Regions from separate parts of the Mus musculus genome. Here region 1 is linked to region 2. Evidence: chromatin contacts called from public Micro-C data. All regions are on one chromosome and are shown on one strand. Each heading gives the region's core, a stretch centred on a gene start, on an enhancer-like site or on the middle of the called end of the contact. The rest is flanking DNA. Distances are from core to core; before and after follow the strand shown. Region 1 holds the start of Fgf16 (fibroblast growth factor 16). Region 2 holds the start of Taf9b (TATA-box binding protein associated factor 9B).

What was found. Hi-C and Micro-C count contacts between places; a contact is called where the count stands out from the background.
Region 1: a Micro-C map of embryonic stem cells shows a contact between it and region 2, with 3 times the contacts expected there. The contact joins the promoter of Fgf16 here to the promoter of Taf9b in region 2. A contact is called at or near these places in 1 of 39 promoter capture datasets (embryonic stem cells), 1 of 484 Hi-C or Micro-C datasets (embryonic stem cells) and 1 of 9 other capture datasets (liver).

Annotation. Positions count from the first base shown.
Region 1 is chrX:105,758,768-105,765,843 of GRCm38.p6, forward strand. It overlaps Fgf16 (fibroblast growth factor 16), which reads left to right and starts at 5,710. Exons shown (of 3, transcript NM_030614.2): 1 at 5,710-6,047. The coding sequence starts at 5,774.
Region 2 is chrX:106,216,352-106,224,020 of GRCm38.p6, forward strand. It overlaps Taf9b (TATA-box binding protein associated factor 9B), which reads right to left and starts at 3,491. Exons shown (of 7, transcript NM_001001176.2): 1 at 3,228-3,491; 2 at 2,545-2,626; 3 at 1,959-2,095; 4 at 1,746-1,880. The coding sequence starts at 3,278.

The DNA of each region.
Region 1 (7,076 bases), core at 4,460-6,959, 460 kb before region 2:
TAGGTACCACTTACCACAGTTAAATCAAGATCAGATCAACAATTAAATAGACCTATAACTCCTAGTGAAATAGAAACAGTCGTTAAAAGTCTCCCAACAAATAAAAACCAAAGGCCAGGTGGTTTTAGTTCAGAATTCTACCAGACTTTTAAAGAAAAGTTAATACCAATACTCCTCAAGTTATACTACAAAATAAAAACAGAAGGAACATTGTCCAATTCATTTTATGAGGCTATCGTTACTGTGATATCCACACAACATAAAAACTTAACAAAGAAAGAAATTTACAGACCAATTTCCCTTGTGAATGTTGATGCAAAAATACTCATTAAATTACTTGCAAACTGAATCCAAGAATACATAGAAAAGATCATCCATCATGATCAAGTAAGCTTCATTCCAGGATGCAGGCTCAGCATATCCAAAAAATCAGTGACTATAATCCACCATATAAATAAACTGAAAGAAAAAAAAACATATGATCATTTCATTCCCTAAGAAAACCACCTTAGACAAAATTCATCACCCACTCATGATAAACTCCATGAAGAGATTAGGGTTACATGGGATTTACTGAAACATAATAAAGGCAATTTATAATAAGCCTATAGCCAACATCAAATTAAATGAAGAAGAATTCATAGCAATTCCACTAAAATCATGAACAAGAAAAGATTGTCCACGTTCTCCATCCCTATTCATTATCTAAAGCAATAGGACAATTGAAGGAGATCAAGGGAATACCAATTAGAAAAGGAAAAGTCTAAGTATCTTTGTTTGCAGATGATATGATAGTATACATAAGTGACCCTAAAAATTCCACCAAGGAACTCCTACACCTGTTAAACAGTTTCAGCAAAGTAGTTGGATACAAAATTAACACAAAAACCAGTAGTCCTCCTACATACAAATGACAAATGGACTGAGAGAGAAATCAGGGAAACAACACATTTCACAATAGCCTCAAATAATATGACTATCTTGGAGTAACTCTAACCAAGCCAGTGAAAGACTTGTCTGATAAAAACTTCAGGTCTTTGAAGAAAGAAAATGAAGAAGATATCAGAAGATGGAAAGATCTCCCATGCTCATGGATCACTAGGATTAACATAGTAAAATTGACCAGCCTACTAAAAGCAATCTACAGTCAAAGCAATCCTCATCAAAATTTCAACACAATCCTTTACAGATCTTGAGAGGACAATTCTCAGCTTCATATGGAAAAACAACAACAACAACAAAACAGGATAGCTAAAACAATCCTATATCTCGGAAAAAAAAAAAAAAAAGACAATCCTATACAAAAGAACTTCCAGAGGTATCACCATCTTTGATTTCAGGCTGTTCTACAGAACTATAATAATGAAAGCCTTGTGGAATTGGCATAAAAATGGACGTGTGGATCGATGGAATTGAAGTGAAGACCCGGAATAAGCCCATATATATGGATACCTAATTTATGATAAAGAAGCTTGAAATACACATTGGAAAAAAAGTCAGCATCTTCAACAAATGGTGCTGGCCTAACTGGATGTCAGCATATAGAAGAATGTGAACAGTTCCATATCTATCACCCTGCACAAGCAAGTCCAAGTGGATCAAAGATCTCAACGTAAACCCAGAAGCATTGACCCTGATGTAAGAGAAAGTGGGGAATACCCTTGAGCACATTAGCACAGGAGACAACTTCCTGAATAGAATACTGATAACACAGGCAGGAAGATCAACAATAATGAATGAGACCTTGTGAAACTGAAAGGCTTCTGTAAAGCAATGAATACCATCGTTTGGACAAAGCAGCAGACTATAGAATGGGGGGGGGGGTTACCAACTACATGTCTAATAGAGAACTAATATCCAAAATATACAAAGAACTCGAGAAACTAGGTATCAAAAAACCAGACAGTCCAATTTAAAAATGGGGACTGGCTCAGCAGTTAAAAGCATTGATTACTAAAGGACCCAGGTTCCCAGCACCCATACAGCAGCTCATAACCACAACTCGAGTTCCAGGGAATCTGACACCCTCACACATGCAGGCAGAACACCTGTATGTTCAACATGAAATGTTCAACATCCCTAGCTATCAGGGAAATGCAAATCAAAACTACTTTGAGATTCCATCTTACACCTCTCAGAATGACTAAGCTCAATAACATTTCATGCTGTCAAGAATGTAGAGCAAGGGGAGCACTCTCCTCCATTGCTGGTGGGTGCAAACTTGAACATCCACTTTGGAAATCATTAAAATAAATCCTAATGATATTCTGATATATATCCAGTCATCATCAGGGATGTTTCCTCTGGCAGCAGATGGGAACAGATGCCAAGAACCATAGCTAGACAATATACGGAAAGAGAGTCTAAATGGAGGTCTCCATCAAATCCTTCCCCGAGAGCTCAGGGAGTCTTGTGGAAGAGGAGGCAGAAAGAGTGTAAGAGCCAGAGGAGATGGAGGACACCAGGGGAACAAGGCCATTGGAATCAACTAAGCAGAGTGCATATGTGCTCACAGAGGCAGAAGCAGCAAGCACAAGACCTGTACGGGTCTGCACCAGGTCCTCTAGGTATACATTACAGCTATTAGCTTAGTATTTTATGGGACTCCTGACTATGAGAACAAGTGAGTCTTTGGCTCTTTTGTCTGCTCTTAGGGCTCTTTTTCTCCTGTTGGGTTGATGTGTCCAACTTCGATATGATAGTTCTTGCTTCATCTAATATTTTATTTTGTCATGTTTTGTTGTTATCTCAGAAGCCTGTTCTTTTCTAATGAGAGACAGAAAGAGAACAGATGTGGAGGAGAGGGGAGGAGAAGCTGGGAGGACGAGAAGGGGAAACACCAATCAGAATATACTGTATGAGGGGAAAATCTGTGTTTAATAAGATAAATGTAAAAATAAAAAGAAGTGGGTGAAATTTATTTCATCATAGACATCTATACCTTTTATAGTGCCTGCTTCTCAAAATGGTTTCATCTACATTTTTAAATTTGACTCTAATTAAAAGAATTAGTCCAATTTATCAATTAGACCAAGAATTGTTCCTTTTTTTTTTTTTTTTTTGGCTACCATTTTCTCCTTCTGATCCTGCAAAAAAGATCCTTCCCATCTTTGCCTCAGGGTACATTCATTATAAAAGTCACCTTAGTCACCTTAGGCCAGAATGGATTCAGGACCCCTACCTAGTGTCACAATTTGTTTTGTTGTTGGGACAGGGCCTCATGTAGTCCAGTCTAATCTTGAACTCCTGATCCTCCTGCCTCCACCTTCAAAGTGTTGAGACTATAAGTACAAGGAACTGCGTTCAGTTCGGACAATTTCTTATTTGCTTGTTCAATCTCTCACTTGCTGTGCAACTCAGGTTGGGATCACACTCCCAATCCTCCAAGTGCTAGAATTACAGCTGAGTGCCAGCACAACAGGCTTGCTCTTGAGATATTTTTAAAGTAAGTCCAAGACAGTATGTAGGTCCATTAATGCATATTCTAATAAGGACTCCACCCTTTTAAAGATATTTTTAATTTTTAAAAATTATGTAGGGTGTGTGTGTGTGTTCCTGTGGACACCAGAAGATGGCATCAGACCCCCTGGTTCAGGAATTGCAAGCACATGTGAGCTAATGTGGGTGGTAGGAACAGAACTTGGGTCCTCTAAAAGAGAACTACTTGATTTTCAACGCTGAGCTCTCCATTCTCTAGATTCCACCTTTTTTCTTTTATTTATTTTTATTTATGCTCATTGGTGTTCCGCCTGCTCGTATGTGGATGTGAGGGTGTCAGATCCCCTGGAACTGGAGTTACAGACAGTTGTGAGCTGCCATGTGGTGCTGGGAATTGAGCCTGGGTCCATTTGGAAGAGCAGCCAGTGCTCTTAAACACCGAGCCATCTCTCCAGCCTCTAGATTCCACCTTTTGCTTGTGTGTGGGGGTCCATTAAAACTGTATGATAACTTGCATGTGTGTTCACTGTTGCTGAAAGCATCTTTCCTTTGAGTGTCTATATGTGCCAGGCATTGCGCTTGGCCCAGGAGAGTCCCTCTGAGCTAAAGAAGCACAGCAGAAACAAGCCACAGTGCTGTTCCAAACTAAGAATTGCTATGGGTCCAGGATGTGAGCACAGGGTGCACGTGGAGCCTTAGAGTAGGGCCTCAAATTGCACTGAGTTGTGGGGAGGCTTGTTTACTCATTTTATGGTAACCCTGAATTTGAACTTGTGGCTCGGTGGGGTCTCCAGCAGGAGGCGCAGTAAAGGCGCCGAAGGGTAGGATTGGGGGTTCAGTCACTACCAGAACCTGGGAAGGCGGCCAGCGCCTGCTGCGTGTGAAAACTGCAAGCAACAACGCCATTTAATAAGGAAGAAGGAGGCGAGCGCCAGAGGCCCAGAGGGACCGTGGGGTTCAGGTGCGGGGCAGAGATGCAGGGGCTTGCGGCAGGCAGGCACCTGCTCGCCAGGTCCTCTCCACCCAGCCTCTCTTTCTGGCAGCCGCCAGTTCCCACCCCTGACGGCCGCTCTTCCTGATAGAGTTTCTTGGAACAGGGCACAGGACAGAGCGAGGAAACACCTGTTTCCAACAAGAAAAGAGGTGTATAGGGGGAGAGCCCCCACCAGGCTTCCAATGGCCTCTCACAGAGCTTGCTCTCCTGAGCCTTGTAAAAGCGCGCCCAGAAATCCATGGAGATCATTTTTCAAAAAGATCGCTTTCTATGTCTTAGCCTCCACCCCTCTATGTCTAAGCCACAACGTCCTTTTTAAAAAGTCTTCTTTCCCTCTGGGATTTCCCGCTCCTCCCAGACCCTTTAAGCGCCCCCACCCTTTGGTGCCTGCAGGGACCTCCACCACCTCTCAAGACCTTACAGCTGCAACTGCGTTTGGCTTCCAGAACGTTTTCGCTTCCTCAGACCCCTGTGGACCTACAGGTGGGGAGTGGGACTAAAGGGCAGCAGAACAAAGGAGCTGGAGCGCCCCTGTCCCGGGCCAGATACCCCTTCCGCAGCCTCTTTTGGGCCAGAGAAGAGGAGCTCAACAGCGCGAGGACTCCCTCCCCCCAGCCCCGGTCTCCGGCACTTCCCAGAGGGGAGCAGCGGGAGGATGCGTGGGAGGCGGGGGTGGCCCTTGCAGCAGACCGACAGACAGACCCCGGAGGAACTAGCCTGCGTGGCCGTGGTCGCCAATGGCCTCCACGTACTGGGCTCCGTTATTTCATCAGCAGTTTAAGAAAACCTGCCAAAAGCAGTTATGCCTCACTGCAATGTGTAGCTTTTTCCTGCCATTTTTTTCATAATAAAAGAGGGAGTGAAGCTCGCTCGCTCGCTCCCCGCCTCCACCCCCCTCTCCCAAAAAGAGCCAAATGGATACGAGAAGGGGGGAAAAAAGGAAAGAACCCACACACCAATCTCTGAGGGGATGCCAGTGAGGTGTGGCTTGTATTTAAATATCCAATATGTCAATGGAAGGGGAGTGGGTACGTATATAAAGTGCCATTTGCATCTGATAGCTCCAGGAAGCCAGCTATGAGAGGCCAGGAGAGATGGATGCGGAGGGGAAGCCGAACTTTAACTGAGAGCAAGGTCAGGAGCGCGCTGCCCCACGCTCCCCGCCGCTGAGAAGTTCTTTGGACGCGAACAGACGTGTGCTGCAGCTGGGCAGAGCGCGGAGCCGAGCAGCGAGCGAGCGAGCAAGCGAGCGCCGCCGACCCGCCCGCCCGCGCCCGCCGCCAAGACAGGCAGTTCGCGCCCCGGGGCCCCGGCTCGGCCCGCGCCGCCGCCGGCCCCGCCATGGCGGAGGTCGGGGGCGTCTTTGCCTCCTTGGACTGGGACCTGCACGGCTTCTCCTCCTCTCTGGGGAACGTGCCCTTAGCTGACTCCCCGGGTTTCCTGAACGAGCGCCTGGGCCAGATCGAGGGGAAGCTGCAGCGCGGCTCGCCCACAGACTTCGCCCACCTGAAGGGGATCCTGCGGCGCCGCCAGCTCTACTGCCGCACCGGCTTCCACCTTGAGATCTTCCCCAACGGCACGGTGCACGGCACCCGCCACGACCACAGCCGCTTCGGTGAGGACCCGGCCGTGGAGGGGTGGTGGGGGAGAGGGAGCGGACGGACCGCGGACTAGGGAGCCGTCGACGCGGGGCTGTCCCGCAGGGGTCCCCCCGAACCTTCTAGCACCGGACGCCGTCCGGACCCGTCGGGGTGGGATGCGGTGGCAGGGCCCTAAGCCTGGCGGGGACTCGGTGGCCCCCCGCGCCCCGCGACGCTCCCCGGAGGGGGCGGAGGCGCCTCGCGGTGCGGCCTCTTCCAGCCGCTCCACCCTCCCTCCTCCCGGAGCAAGGGGTTCCCCGTGAGAGCCCATCGTCGGGTCTCCGAGGGAAGCAGGTGGAGTCTGGAGAGGAGCCGAAGTCCTCGACTAGGAGGCAGGGGACCGCGGCCAGAGGAGTCTTAAGGGTGGCAGACCCGTCGCGACTGATCGCCCAGAGCAGGAGCCTCCACGGGCCAGCGGCCCTTACCCAAATCACTTTTATCTGACGGGGATCCGGCCGTCATGGCACTGGTCATCCTCAGGGGTGGCTCTGCCCAGGGTAGAAGCCAATCCAGGCAGCACAGCATGAGCCTGGGAGCCTGGGAGCTGAGAATCTAGAAAAACCTTGGGGTGCCCACTGCCTATGAACAAGTCTTGGGTATCTTTTGCCCAGAACTTACTCCTCGCCCACGTGAGGGAACTGCCCCGAACCCACTGCCAGCCCCAGAAACAGGAAATGTCTAATCTCCAGGCAAGATTGCCTCTGCCAGCCTGCGACTGTACAGATTGTTCAGAGCACCCAGCTGCCTGCATCGCCATACAGAACTAATTACACGATTAATATAAACCTTGATCTGGGACGGCAATCTTTAGGCTTCTAAGCAACTGTGTTCCCTCTTCTGTAATTTGCCGGGTTTTTTATTTTCAATTTCCTATTCATTATTAAGCCATCAAACAGGTGTGGTGACAGCTAGCCTTTCTCCTCCGCCGCAGTGTCCTCGGCTTCCTCCCTAGGTCCTTGTAATGCAAGAAGCGCACTTTCTGCCCCCAAGCCAGTCCGAAGCTC
Region 2 (7,669 bases), core at 2,241-4,740:
GGAGTGACTGAACTCTTCTGTTTTAAAACCAATTATTGGGAGTTTTTACATCCGTCCATATATCTGTACATACAACACTATCATTCACACACACACACACACACACGTATATGTGTGTGTGTGTCTGTGTGTATATATATATATATATATATATATATATATATATATATATATATATATATATGTTTTTCGAGACAGGGTTTCTCTGTGTAGCCCTGACTGTCCTGGAACTCAGTCTGTAGACCAGGCTGGCCTCGAACTCAGAAATCCACCTGCCTCCACCTCCCAAGTGCTGGGATTAAAGGCATGCGCCACCGCTGCCCGGCTCAGTTCTGTATATTTAAGGTAGATAAATGCTCACTTGTATTATAATATTGGATTTTAAATAGTCAGTGTCTTTTTTTTAATTAGGTATTTTCTTCATTTACATTTCCCATGCTATCCCAAAAGTCCCCCAAACCCTCCCACCTCACTCCCCTACCCACCCACTCCCACTTCTTGGTCCTGGCGTTCCCCTATACTGAGGCATATAAAGTTTGCAAGACCAATGGGCCTCTCTTTCCACTGATGGCCGAAATACTCAGTGTCTTAATTCTGCCTAAAATAAAACTGTCTTATAGCAGAGTTTCAGAAAACAAGGGTGGCCCAATAAAGAGAGTTCTCTTTTCAGTGCTCAGAGAGCCTTAGGTCATATGTCTGAAAAAAAGTCTAGATATGAATGACATACCATTCACCTCACTATTGGATGTCACACACAAAAAGCTATGGCAAAGTGGAAAGTTTGTGAGCTACCAGATCTGGGAGTCAGTCCTAGCTTTGTCCCTGACTCCAATGCAAAAAATTCCCACTGGGTTAGATGAAATAATAAAATTCTTCTAGCTCTGAAAAAAAAATTCCAAGAATTATTTTAACCTTTACTGTGCCATCTACAGGAATTTGGCTTTCTGTAAGTTTACCTATTACTTCCACTCTTTAAAAAAACCTAAGATGAGCCAGGCATGGTGGCTCACGCCTTTAATCCCAGCACTCGGGAGGCAGAGCCAGGCAGATTTCTGCGTTCGAGGCCAGCCTGGTCTACAAAGTGAGTTCCAGGACATCCAGGGCTATAGAGAAACCCTGTCTCAAAAAACCACACAAAAAAAAAAAAAAATCCTAAGATGGAGGGATCCAAAGGGGATAGGGACTCCATATGACAGACAGAGTCAACTAACCTGGACCCGTGGAGGCCCCCAGAGACTGAACCGCCAAAGTGCTAGGATGGGCTAGACCCCTTCCCCTCACATGTGTAGCAGATGTGCAGCACAGCACAGCTTCATTTGAGTCTCCGAACAATTGGAGTGGGGACTGTCCCTGAATCTGTTGCCTGCCTGTGGATTCTCTTCCCCTAGCTGTGCCACCTTGTCTGGCATCAGTGGGAGACTTGTAGTCACTCCTGTAGTGACTTGATGTGCCAGGGTAGGAGGGTACCCAGGGGATTCTCTCTTCTCAGAGGGGAAGGGAGGATGTGGGGAGTAGAAGCTGTGTGAGGGGGGACTGGGAGGAGGGGGGCTTGGATCCCGATATAAAGTGAGTAAATAAATTAATGAAAAAAACCCCATAAGCTAACTAAAACTCCCCTGTCCTCCGTTTTGACATAAGCAATTCATGTAGCCTAAGACAGCTTTGAACCCCTAATCCTCCTGCCTTAGCACCCCTACTGTTGGAATTATAGGCACTAGTTACTACACCTGTCCAGAAAACCTTACCTTTTTAACTAAGGACTTCAGCCTATAGTTTGGAGCTGTTAAGCAGTATCTATCAGGTGGCAGTCTGGGTCCTGCATATGGCTTAATCAGCGGCAAAGGGGTTTGATTCTTCTGCCTTGCAATATCTAGTAAAAACTAATAGAGAAAAATACTCATTAGAAATATACCTTTTAAAGTGTAAGTAAGAAAAACTGCAAATAAACGTTTGCTCACATCTCTTGGGGGAGGAGAGGTAAAGGACTGGTCAGCCCGACACTGGATGGCCAGTCTCACGTCATCGGCATCAACAGTGGGTTTCTTAGCATGACTCGAATAAATCTTTGCATCGTCCAGAATTGTAGTCACATATCCTTTAAGAGCAAAATAATTTTTTCTTAAACGAATGAAGAGATTTCAAGGCAGGATCTTAACTAGCCCATACCGGCCTCACTATATCGCCAAGGGATCCCTTGGAACTTCCGATCCTCTTGCCTCTCCTTCTCAAGGGCTAGATTACAGTATGCATAACCAAGACTAACCTAAAAGCACCTTACTATTTATGCTCCCTGGTTTTTAAAGGTTCCGCTAATTTCTGGAACCTTTATGAATTTTGGTTTTAATCGCTAATTGTCCTATTCGCATACTTTACTTATGCGGACATGCCATATCTAAATACTACAACCCCTTAACTTGCGCTCCTTTTTAGTGCTTTACTCATCTCTAGATTAGTAACAACTGCTTTTGGTTTAAAGTGTTATAGCAAACGAGCTTCTCTAATTCATGAGGTCAGGTTTTGGGTGTATTCACTTATTTAACTTACGGAAAGCAAATTCCAACATTTGATTTATAACCCTTGGCTCATACTCTGTGATTCCCATATCCTTCAGGATCTGTGCCATCACCTGTGGATTCAAAGAAAGACAAAATGCCAGACGGAATGCGCGATGTTAAGTGAAAGAAATCAAGGCTGGATGGAAGGCATATTTTTATATGCAGCAAACCGTTCCTCCTTGTGCCTCTCCCAGTGTTTGCCTATCAGTGATCACACAAAATCAGGCATATGTTCTTGCTGAAAACTTTTAGCAAGGGTGGGAGCAAAGGCACAAGAATGGCCTTTACCGGCTTTCCAGGCAGAGGTAGGGGTGGGTCCAGCTGGCTGTCATTTTCGGATCTGTCAGCGAGGGAAGCTACTAGCATCAGAACCCATGTCGCAGTCAGGGAATCCTCGTGAAGCGAGGAGGCTGCGGACTTGTGGGTGGGGGTGGCCTCGGGCCAGCGAGACAAAGCCCCGCGGCAGCCCTTTGGAGGGGCTCCCCAGGAGCAAGGACGGAGCCCCAGGGACAGGGGGACTCCACTGCCCTTTCCCAGCCACGTCTACCGGCTGCAAACGGCGCGCGATCCCCGCCAGGCGCTCGGGCTCCCCCGGCAAGCGCTCGGGCTGGCCTGTCTCACAGGTCCCAATGCTACGGAGTGCGCCGGGCCCTGCTCCCCGCGCGCGCTTACCAAGGCATCTCTCGGAGCGTTCTTGATAGGCGCCATCTTGGCCGGCTCCATTTTCTCTTGCGGCTCCTCAACCTCGGAGATAGAGCTGCAGGCGGTTTCCACCTCGGTCTGGCTCCACCCCTGTGGGGGATGGAAGGCGGTCCTAGCACGCAGCTCCCCGGCCGGGGCTGCTTCCCAGCCGCCAGCCCCCACCTGTGTGGACTTGGCTACCCGGGGCCCATGCAGGTTCGGAGGTGGAGAGGTGCGGAGGAAGTCGCCCTAGCGATGCTCAGCGACTCTGCGCCATGCAGCGCCAGCTCCCCTCCGACCATCCTCACTCCCACTTAATGCCCACTGGTCCTCGGAGTTTCCTGGAATTCCCTCAGAGGCCCTTCCTCCACTCGGCCGCTGGGTGAACATGGTTCTGGCAAACGCGACAGCCCGTTCCATTTGAATATCACATTAACAACGAATGTGTATCACCACCTCGGCACACAGGCCATGTTGATACTGCAAAATTAGTTGCTCCTTAGCTGACATCCAAATTTAAGTGGGCATTAGGAAATCTTTTTCAAATCTGGGAACCCTACCCAATAGACCAGAGGTTTTCGACCTGCGGGTTGCGACTCCTTCGGGGTCGAACCACCCTTGCACTGGGGTCGCATACGCTGTTTACATTACAACTCATAACAGCAAGAAAATTACAATGATAAAGTAGGAACAAAAATACTTTTATGGTTGGGGGCTCACCACAAGCTGAGGAACTGCATGAAAGCATCTCGAAGGGGGAAAGCCACTGCAGTAGATCCGGTTCTTCACACGTGGGGATTTGGTCTAGCCTACAAAAGCACCGGCTTCCCTACGTCCTCACGGTCTGAGGGGCTCCAGCCTCTAGGGTGGAAACTGGACTCTTTTTTGTCTCCCAGATTGCCCACTCCCATATATATATATATATTTTCAGAATAGGGACCGGCTAAGAGAGGTTTCGAGCGGTTAAACGCTCTTCCGGCATGACAAGTCTGATGACCTCTGAATTCCACAAATGCCCCTGGGCGTGAGTACCCCGAGGTTCACGAGGTTCACGCCATGGCTTCTACTTCCCCTACCCTTAGAATTACGAAGTTAACAGTCTCTGGTTTAAAACGAGTCCGAGAATCCCGTTCCTACGTTTCTCAACAGCCCTGTTCTCTTCCGCCTTCGAAAAGGTTGCCAGGACACCTGGATCAGACACAACCAGGCCCATTAATTAGCGACAAGTCCTATCAGGGTAACTTCACAAAATTACATCCCATCTCGTTGGTACCTAGCTCTAGAGCGTTGATAGTAGCATCTTTCCGCCGACCGCTTACGAAGATTAGAGAATTAGGCCTACCAAATGAGGCCCTTTCACGTCCTCACAACTGAATGGGCCTCGTAGTTATAACAAAGACTGTTTTACTTAAAATTCTCCAGGAGTACCTCTCACAGATTTAACATTTCGGGGCTTAGCGAACCCTTCAGTTTAGGTAGGGCAGTTTACCTCATCCGAGGACGACTCCTCCTCGACAATCTGGTCAAACGCATCCGACTCCTGGTCAGCCATCTTGAACTTTGATGCTCTTGCGGAACCCACGCTGACGGCTCCCAAGCCCCGCCCCACGCACCCCGAGCCCCGCCCCCTGCTCCCCCCTCGCAGCCCCCCGCCCCACGTGCCCTGAGCCACGCGCCCTGCTCCCCCGCCCTCGCAGCCCCCCCTCGCCCTGCTCCCTAGCTCTTCCTTGTCCCGCCCGTAGCGTCTTTTCCCCACTCGTAAGCCAGCTGACCAGTGTTCAAAACCAACGATTACCTTTTCAAAGCAAGTAGAAACTAATAAATGAGTAGTTTGTACCTAGTATATAACAATTAAAAAGAAAAGAAAAAGCGCCGTTTAATTCCTACAGTTTTGACTTAAAACTTGTCTATGCAAAATATGAGAGTATCTTGTTTCTATCGTCTTTCCCAAAGTAAGTTATTTTACTTTGCTGTATCCAAATGTCCAGAATTACTTATCTTGTGCCTTGGGACCATTTGTTGGTAAAATAACAGTTATTTGCCCCCACGCACTGCAGCAGCTCATATGACAACTAAAATAGTTACTGACTCTTGGGTGAAATCCGTGTATAGCTGAGTGCACTGGACGAAGGGATGACTCAATATGGAAGGACACAAGAATTTAATATACTACTGAGATCAGCTTTCGATTTATGATTCATGAATCGTTAATTTCTGGATTTTTTTTTTTTCCGAGACAGGGTTTCTCTGTGTAGCTCTGGCTGTCCTGGAACTCACTTTGTAGACCAGGCTGGCCACGAACTCAGAAATCCACCTGCCTCTGCCTCACAAGTGCTGGGATTGAAGGCATGCGCCACCACTGCCCGGCTTGGAATTTTTTATTTAATAAATTTGAATCATGGTTGACAACAGGCAACTGAAATTGTGGAAAGCAAAAAAACCAAACCAAACCAAACCAAAACAACCCAAGAAAACAGATTTAGAGAGATTACTGTAAAGAAATTAGAGTCCTGTTTCACTCTGATGCTTTTTCTGGTAACTTTGTGTGTTCGCGCGCCGCGCGCGCGCGCGCGCGCGTGTGTGTGTGTGTGTGTGTGTGTGTGTGTGTGTGTGTCTGTGTGTGTGTGTGTGAGTGCTCTGAAGTTATTTTATTTTCAAATACAGACAGCTCTTTTATTTTTCTTTTTTGAATGAGAGTTGTTTCACAACCTACACATAATGTCTGTGCTGATTAGGGTTTGTTTTTGTTTTCGTTTTGTTTTTTGTTTTCGTTTTCGTTTTTGTTTTTTTTGACAACTTGACACAAGCCAGGGTGTCTGGAAGAAGGAACCTCAACTGACAAAATGCCTCTGTAAGACTGGCCTTTAAGGCAAGTCTTTGGAGTGTTTTCTTGATTGATGATTGATGTGTGAGGGCCCAGGCCATTGTGGGTGGTCCACTGCTGAGCAGATGGTCTTTAGTTGTATACAAAGCAGGCTGGGCAAGCAATGGGCAATAAGGCAGCAAGCAGCACTCCTCTGTTTTCTCTACTTCAGTCCCTGCCCTGACTTCCCTGAATACGATGGAGTACAACTGTAAAATGAATAAATCCTTCCCTGCCCACGGTAACTTTGTTCATGGTGTTTCATCATATCTTCCAAAATCAAGCTCTTTTGGAGAAACAGCATATTGTCAATTCTTACCCCCCAGTGTATTTCCAAATTAAATGCACTTCCTTCTTTCCCACCTTAAAAATTTCGAATTTATACCAGACCGACATTTTAATATCTTTTCTATGGCCAATTGTTATGACAATCACTTTGCAGGCACATGTCTTAAGTAAGTTATTCCTTCTATTTATGAAAACTGAAACATTTCAAGTACCCCCATTTGTTTTAAGGAAACTGGAAAATACATGAAAACTTCCATTATGAAATCTTTAATATCCTAGACAAGAAAATCACATCCTTATTCTTCACAATTACATAGAAGACTTGTATATAGTACACCTAGTTAGTTGATAGCTTGCGATTTTCTTTGCTAGCAGTTTATGAAATGGAATATATTATAATTTATATTTGCATGTTCTTTGAATATGAACACAACTAAGCAAACTTTTGCGCTTTGTATTTGGATAAAATAGCAACAACTTGTTATATATTTTCTACAGTTTTATTAATGTCTTTATGAATCGATTTAGTGGCATGAAACTCCATTGTGTTCAAGTACACATTTTTAAAAATGAGAAGGAACATTTGTAGAAAGTATGATTGGTAGTAAGATATGACCCATTTGACTCTCTATATTTTTGAATGTCTAAACTATTTCAACAATTGTTCTTTTCTTTATTTCTTGACTTTTTTTTCTTTTACAGTGTGTGGTTATATAGCTCAAGACTGGCTTTGAACTCACCATGTAGTGCAGGCAGGTATTAAAATTGTGGTTTTCATGTCTCGGCTACCCAAGTGCTGCAATTACAGGCATTGACTGCCGCATCTGTATGGTTGCAGTTGGTTTCAACTCAATATTGGAGTCTTACTGTGAGGTGAGCAAACTGGATTTGGTCTCCCTATGTCTTTCTACTTCCCTTTCTACCATGGGCAATTTTATAATCTTTTTCTGTATATTATTAAGTATGCTCTATTTTTGTAATTGTCCTTCCTATTCCAGTGTGCATGTCCTGGAAGATCAGAAGGATCCAACCATCATCACACATGTTTGGCTAGAGATTAAGCACTATTCGGTAAAATTTATTGAAGAAATATATGTTATTTTCAGGTTTGTATTTGTTGTCAGGATCCCTTAGTGTTGTTTCTCTTTTCTCTTTTTAAAGGATTGATTTATTATTTACTTGTACCTGCATAAGTGTATGTACCACCTGAGTGCAGGAGCTCGTGAAGGCCAGAGGGCATTGGACCTCCTAGAACGGGAGTTACAGGTGGTTGCTAACCATT